Regions from separate parts of the Mus musculus genome. Here region 2 is linked to region 1. Evidence: chromatin contacts called from public ChIA-PET data. All regions are on one chromosome and are shown on one strand. Each heading gives the region's core, a stretch centred on a gene start, on an enhancer-like site or on the middle of the called end of the contact. The rest is flanking DNA. Distances are from core to core; before and after follow the strand shown.

Evidence for each region. ChIA-PET counts read pairs in DNA pulled down with a chosen protein or histone mark.
Region 2: an RNA polymerase II ChIA-PET map of memory CD8 T cells shows a contact between it and region 1, with 15 read pairs. The contact joins two enhancer-like sites. A contact is called at or near these places in 11 of 39 promoter capture datasets (the 3T3-L1 cell line, 3T3-L1-derived adipocytes, cranial neural crest and 6 more), 4 of 484 Hi-C or Micro-C datasets (B cells, the C2C12 cell line, embryonic stem cells and 1 more) and 1 of 115 datasets of contacts at active chromatin or transcription factors (memory CD8 T cells).

What each region holds. Positions count from the first base shown.
Region 1 is chr14:47,103,383-47,106,606 of GRCm38.p6, reverse strand. Samd4 (sterile alpha motif domain containing 4) reads right to left here. Exons shown (of 13, transcript NM_001037221.2): 13 at 790-3,224. The region is part of intron 3 of Gm10371 (predicted gene 10371); the gene reads left to right. Among named protein-coding and RNA genes, the nearest start is that of Gm10371, 11 kb to the left of the region's middle. Within about 2 kb of position 1,811, at least 80 of the 459 cell types and tissues checked have an H3K27ac peak or open chromatin away from gene starts, as enhancers often do. A contact at or near this core is called in memory CD8 T cells, where this site is marked.
Region 2 is chr14:47,393,468-47,396,688 of GRCm38.p6, reverse strand. Dlgap5 (DLG associated protein 5) reads left to right here. Exons shown (of 19, transcript NM_144553.2): 14 at 715-934; 15 at 2,372-2,552. Among named protein-coding and RNA genes, the nearest start is that of Lgals3, 21 kb to the right of the region's middle. Within about 2 kb of position 1,483, at least 74 of the 459 cell types and tissues checked have an H3K27ac peak or open chromatin away from gene starts, as enhancers often do. A contact at or near this core is called in memory CD8 T cells, where this site is marked.

The DNA.
Region 1 (3,224 bases), core at 562-3,061:
AGCCCCAATTAAATGTTTTTCTTTAGTAAGAGTTGCCGTGGTTGTGGTGTCTTTTCACAGCAACTGAACACTAAGACTTCATTGATCCCGTCTCGAGTGAGGCTATCTTAGAGACCTCTGTGGTTGCAAGGTTGCAGGTGGGAATAGCCTCTGTCTCATGTTTTGTCTTCACTTCTCTTTGGCTTGGAGGTCCAAAGACATAAAGGTCGAGTCATCATAGGTCAAGAGGTTAAGAGTGTTGCCCTCATTACATAGCTAGAGGATGCTGAAGCCAGATGTCAATCTAAAGTCTGCCTCTCCACTCATACTCTTAACCACCCAGTACTCAGAGCTTACCATGTATTATATGTCATTATATTGGAGTTACAAGTGTTAGAATGGGGTCCAAACCACATGTAGGGGAAGTCCCAAGATTCCAAGGTGGCAGTTTCTATATGCTATGATAAAGGTGCAAGATGTGCCAAAGGCAGTCAAGTGAGGGAGGAAGTTATGGACCATGTAGTAGTTTGCATTTACCTTGGACAAAACATTCACTGGATATTCTGGGCACAGATCAAACCATGTTCATTCTGCTCATCCTCTCCCCAACCTGTCTCAGAAAGGAGTAGGCAGCTAATGGTGGGCATCACATGGTGTGGTCACATGGTGTGGTCACGTGGTATGGTCACGTGGGTGGAGTTCATGTTGGTTCTTCAGTGAGGGCTGATTTCTAAGAGACATTTTTTTTTAAATAGTTAATCATATTTACAAAAAGAGGAGAGAGAGTGAAAAGACACACGCATACACACCAGTGTTACAAAACCTTGTATTAATCATTTCCCTTCACTCTCAATATAACCATATGAAATATAGCCATGATTCTTATTTCTGTGGGAGGAAATGAATAATAAATACATTGTAGCAAGTTTAGACCACAAGGGTGTTGTCACTGATAACAACATTTGAAAACTGTACACTTGCAAAGAACAGCATGTTCAAACATTAGTGTATCTGCATCAGTAGAGCTTTCACATGTAACAAACATGCTCTTTCCATGTATGACAAATTTAAAAAATATGCATTGCTTGGCAACATGAACTAGGCAAAAATATTTCTTTGTTCACTAACTTTATACAGGAAACCAGGACAAAAGGCATGCATGTACAATACAGATGCCTGCACAGGGCATGCAACGAAAGGAAGCTCTTTGAAAGTCAGCTTGCGTTAGGCATAAATACATGAGGGTTATATATTAATAAGGGAGGAAGTCTCCTGTTTGCCATCACTAACACTCCTGCTTTCTTTTTGCTCCTCCCAGAGGGATACATATTTACCTTTAAGTCAAGATAAAGGATTAAAAAAAAAGTCGCTTTGCAAACATCTCTGATGAGTTGTAAAAAAAGAAAAGAAAAACAAACTGAAAAACAAAGCCAACACAGATATCATCACAGCTCTGTGTACAACTTATCCTTCTGCAGGTTCTGTTTATGATAGGCACACCTGAGCACCCTGGGTTCTCCCCACTCAGGCTAGAGAGGAAGGGCGCCCAACAGAATCCACTTTCCTCCCCTCCCTCGCTCAGCCCTCATCCCAGCTCTGGGGTGCACAGATCTACAAACCTTGCACCAGCGCTAGCTAGCTACTAGGCACAGAGGAAAGGAAGGCCCAGAGAAGACTCCCACTCTGTAAAAGGCAGCCAGCGACACCTCAAAAGAAACTCTGGTTTCCCTCAGTGTCGCATCGGGAGAATGGGAGGTGGGGCCCAGCTGCGGCTGGCTCCCGGCCTGGGTACCAGAAAGAGACCTTCAGCTCAACCCAGGCTGGGCGCTTGATGCAAATAGCAGCCCTAGGCAGGCAGGCAGGCGGGACCCACCGGCCACTACTTTGCTTGCTGGATTTGTGTAATAAGAAAGTGAAACTCAAAAAGCAGGTGGGGGTGGGGAACACACAAAACAAACCATCAGCAGCGTCGTGTTGTGTCTTGTATAGTTTGTGTTTCTTCCTACTGTTTTCTGGTAAGAAAACACTATGAACAAAAAAGCACCAATAAAACATCACCCCATGATATTGTAGACCAGCATTGTGTCTCAGACAGTGCAGACATGCTGCTTAAATCAGGGCGCCTGGGGTGCGGGTGGGGGCGGGGGTGGGGTGGGGTGGAGATGGGGAGAACCTATGCAGTGAAATAGACTTTACTCGGAAAGTTTCAAACCTTTACTATTTAATATAAAACAGCTGTGTTGGGGCGGGGTGGTCAATGGGTAAATACAAAAAAAGGCACTGCAGCTCACTGCTCAAGGCCTGACTTCACAGCCTCAGGCATGCAACTGCTCGACTCTTTTTAAAATTTTTTTTTATAAATAAAATTTCTTTGCTTTAGGATTTTTAAATTGAGCTGTATACCTGTAGTCAACACAGGACTCAAATCAAGGTGGGGGGGGGGAGGTTCTTAAAAATCATCAGAACACAACTTAAAAAATAAAAATAAAAACACTAACATAGCAAACCACAACTAAGTAGATAAATCTATACAGTCAATGAAAAATAAGCTTTTCTTTTTTTCTTTTTTTTTTTAAAAAAAGAATTCTGTTGTTACTAATAACAGACTTTATCATGGGTACCAGCCATAGCGAGTTAATAAGTGACATATCCAAAATAATATCTCTAATAATCAGATAACCATTGCTTCTATATTCAATGAAGGAATAAATAGAAATTCAGATTTGCAAATATACTCTATGGTCTTCTTCCTCTTAAAAGATTCGCACTCGTGTGATTGTGTTCACAAACTGGTTTCTGAATATCCCATGACCTTATGGGTACGTGCGTTGCGTGTAGCGGACTTAAACACCTTCTCTTTCCTACAGGATGAGGAGTCCTATTGTTCCTCTCTGTTAACCTTTCCAGCATCCTCCAAACACTTCCTCAGACCCTCTGGCCTTCCCTTTGGCCTTCGACATTTTAACCTGTTCTGCCTGACATGGGATCCTCCATCCCAGCTCCTTCCCCAACACTGAGCTTGGAAAGGGACACGAGGGATGAATGTTAATGGCACTTGGTTAAAAAAAAAAAGTCTATCTATCTACATATAAAAATTAAACATGCTGCCTCTTTCTGCACGTGAATTTGCATCTTCAAGACTGGGTCACCCAAGGAGTGTCCTGCATCTTTTGTTTCTGGTGTTGTTATAAAGTGCTGATTGGGGTGATGATCCAAGTCGTCCATGATCACTAAAAGCTCAACCT
Region 2 (3,221 bases), core at 234-2,733, 290 kb before region 1:
TTTTCTGTGTCAATGACTGGCAGGCAACAATATGAAATAGCTGGTGGGCATGGAACAAAATGGCTACAGCTATGCTGGGGGCGCAGGGACAGGCTTAGCAGAATCCTCCTGCCTCAGCTTCCAGGATGCTGGGATTACAGACTTGCTCCTGACATACTGTGGGTATTTCTTAATTGTGTGTTTAGCTCTCAAAGTAATTTATCAGTGTCTCTATCATATAAGAATTGTAATTCTGCCTGTGACCACCAGATGTCTCTCCTTCTACATTGTTTGGTTGTTTGGAGAGAACTTTATGAAACCTCATCCACCAGCCCCCATCCCCACCTCCTCCAACAAGGGCATACCTACTTCAGCAGGGCCACCTCTAATTCTGCCTTAACAGTTCTGACTGGGGACCAGCCATTCCCACGCATGAGCCTATGGGGGTCGTTTTCATCCACACCATCAGACGCCACAAGGTGGTGCTCAGTCGGTGGGATGATGTCCCCTTAATATCAGCTGGTCCTGAGCTGAAACAGGTGTGCATTCAAGCCATGGGGGACAACATAGTGAGACCCTGTCTCAGAATAAAAGTTAAAAGGGCTACGGACTTAACTTCAGTGGAAGAACGATTTCCTGGTATGCACAGGGAGGGCTCTGGGGTCAGTCCTCAGTACCACAGGAACAGGAGAAGGTGGTAATGAACATACCTTTAATTACTATTTCTCCTTGCAGAAAAAAATTGTGCCCGGTAGAACAAGCAAAGCAAAGCAGGATGACGACGGACGAGCGGCAGCTAGGAGTCGCCTTGCAGCCATAAAGAATGCAATGAAAGGCAGGCCACAGCAGGAAGTGCAGGCCCACGCAGCAGCTCCGGAGAACACAAAGGAAGTTGACAAAATAGTGTTTGATGCTGGGTTTTTCAGAATCGAGAGCCCAGTGAAGTCATTCTCAGGTTTGTAGCTTTGCTGAGACTGAAGAGCGGTGTTTGGGCCAACTGGGGGCTGGAGTGAATGGTGGAGAGTGACTTTCCCATGAAAGAGCCCACACGCTGATGGCTAGAAGTGGGTTCTGTGCTGGCAAGCCTGCGTGCACATCAAATATTGAGACGAGTGCGGGCTTGTGCCTGTTCTCCAAGTGATGCCATAGCTGTCTCTGCCATGCAGTGCCAGTCTGTCTGTGAGGTTCCGAGACAAGCTGGGCTAGGGGTACAATGCAGAGGAAGCAGACCTGAGCCATCACACTTCCCTCAGCCATGCCCTTCTGCACGGGGGTTGAGGGAGTCATCTGTGCTGCTGTGTTTGAGATCCTTGGGGGCAAACTCAGCTTGACATATGGTTAGCAAGCACTTGTCCCTCCAGACATAGCCTCCTTTTCTGAAATCCTCTCTTTTTAGACAAGGCTTGGCTAAGTTTCCCAGGCTGTCCTTGGACTCACACAGGCCTGTAGCTTGCTGTCTGAGCCTCTGGAGAGGATGTGGTGTCGGGCTTGTGCCACCAGCCCCCACTGCGCATCCCTGTATTCAACAGTCTCCTGTACGCTACCCACGTGAGGTCATTCTCTTACCTCCTGCTAGGACTGTGGTTCTGGCAGCAGCTGCTCAAGTGCCATGTTGGAGGAAGCCGAGTATCTCAGCAGTTTATCTGTAATGCTTTCTTGTTCCCCTGTTCCCATGACTAGCCTATGTTTCAGCGGTGTTTGGTAACCATCTACAGCAGGATACAGCTGATGTCTCAACTTACCAGGAAAGACTCTCTTTTGACTCGGGGTTTCTCTGTGTGGCCCTTGCTGGTCACTATATAGACCAGGCTGGCGTCAAACTCACAGAGATCTCTTACCTCTTCCTAAGTGCTGAGATAAAGGTGTGCGCCGCCACTCCTCTGAGTCAACGCTCTTGACCCAAGCACTTGTTGCCTGCGTTAGCTAGGGATAGCCCACTTGCTAATTTACATTATACCTTCTAAAACATTCTTCCTGTAGAGGTGCACCTCTTCGTCTTTCTTTCTAAGTTTTAGTTTGATTTTATGTACCTTTACCTACACTTTGTCCACACCACGTGTGTGCCTGATGCCTGTGGAAGTCAGAGGAGAATATCAGATCCCCGGGACCTGGAGTTAGAGCTGTCGTGAAATATCACTAGGTGCTGGGAACCAAACCTGGCTCCTCCGGGAGAACAGCCAGTGTCCTTAACAACTGAGCCTCTCGGCAGCCTTTTGCATCATAGGCATGGCATATGAAAGCTAAGCACGGGCTAACGTGACGATCCTCTTGTCCCACAAAGCCCCTGGTACTGGACAGTAACAGATGTTGACAAGAGCAGGCTCTGTGCCTCCTCTCTGAACAGAGACTGGCCGGAAAGACTTGCTATGGGGCTTGTTCTTCTTATTTCCAGTCCTGTCTTCTGAACGTCGTTCTCAAAGATTTGGAACACCTCTGTCTGCCAGCAAAGTTGTGCCTGAGGGCAGGGCTGCAGGGGACCTTCTGAGACAGAAGATGCCACTGAAGAAGCCGGACCCTCAGAGCAGCAAGAGCGAGCATGTTGATCGGACGTTTTCAGATGGTCTTGAAAGCAGGTATCTCTTTCATGTGTACTGTGAGTTTAGTGGTATTGACGTGAGCTATCGTTCCATATGGTTAAGCTGGTAAAGTATATATATCAGCCGTATGTTTCTAATTAAACTTCACATGTAACCCTGTAACATGTGGGCAAGGCTTCCTCTTTTCTAAGGAAACAGACTTCAGATTTCAGGTTGGAACCAACTCTAGTGTTGGTAATCATAGCCACTCAGGGGCTGAGGTGGAAGGATTATTTCGCCAGCAGTTTGGAGCCAGCTTTAGCAACACTGCCTGTCTTAAAGCACCAGGACTGAAGTTGGTAAGTGGTCCTGATGCAATTGGCAGAAGTGTACCGTGCAGTACAAGGGAGAGAAGCAGTGTGGTATCCTCTGGTGAGAGAAAGTGCCCAGTGTGTGCAGACAACCTAGACATCGCTTTAGGTCATTAGCTAGCCAACCCTTAGAGTAGCCCTGCCAGGGACGGGGAGAGAAACTTAAGTGGTATCTTAATGAAGTTTAGCTTGTAGTTGCTCAAACTGATCCATTCTCTACACAATTGCATCAGCATAACCTAAGCTGTCCTTCCGGTGGCTCATAGATAAGTGTGCAGCTCATCTGAGGGGGAAGAGGAACCTTAAACAAGTAGGAAATTGTAATCTGATGTCTGGAGAAGATGTTGGACTTGTT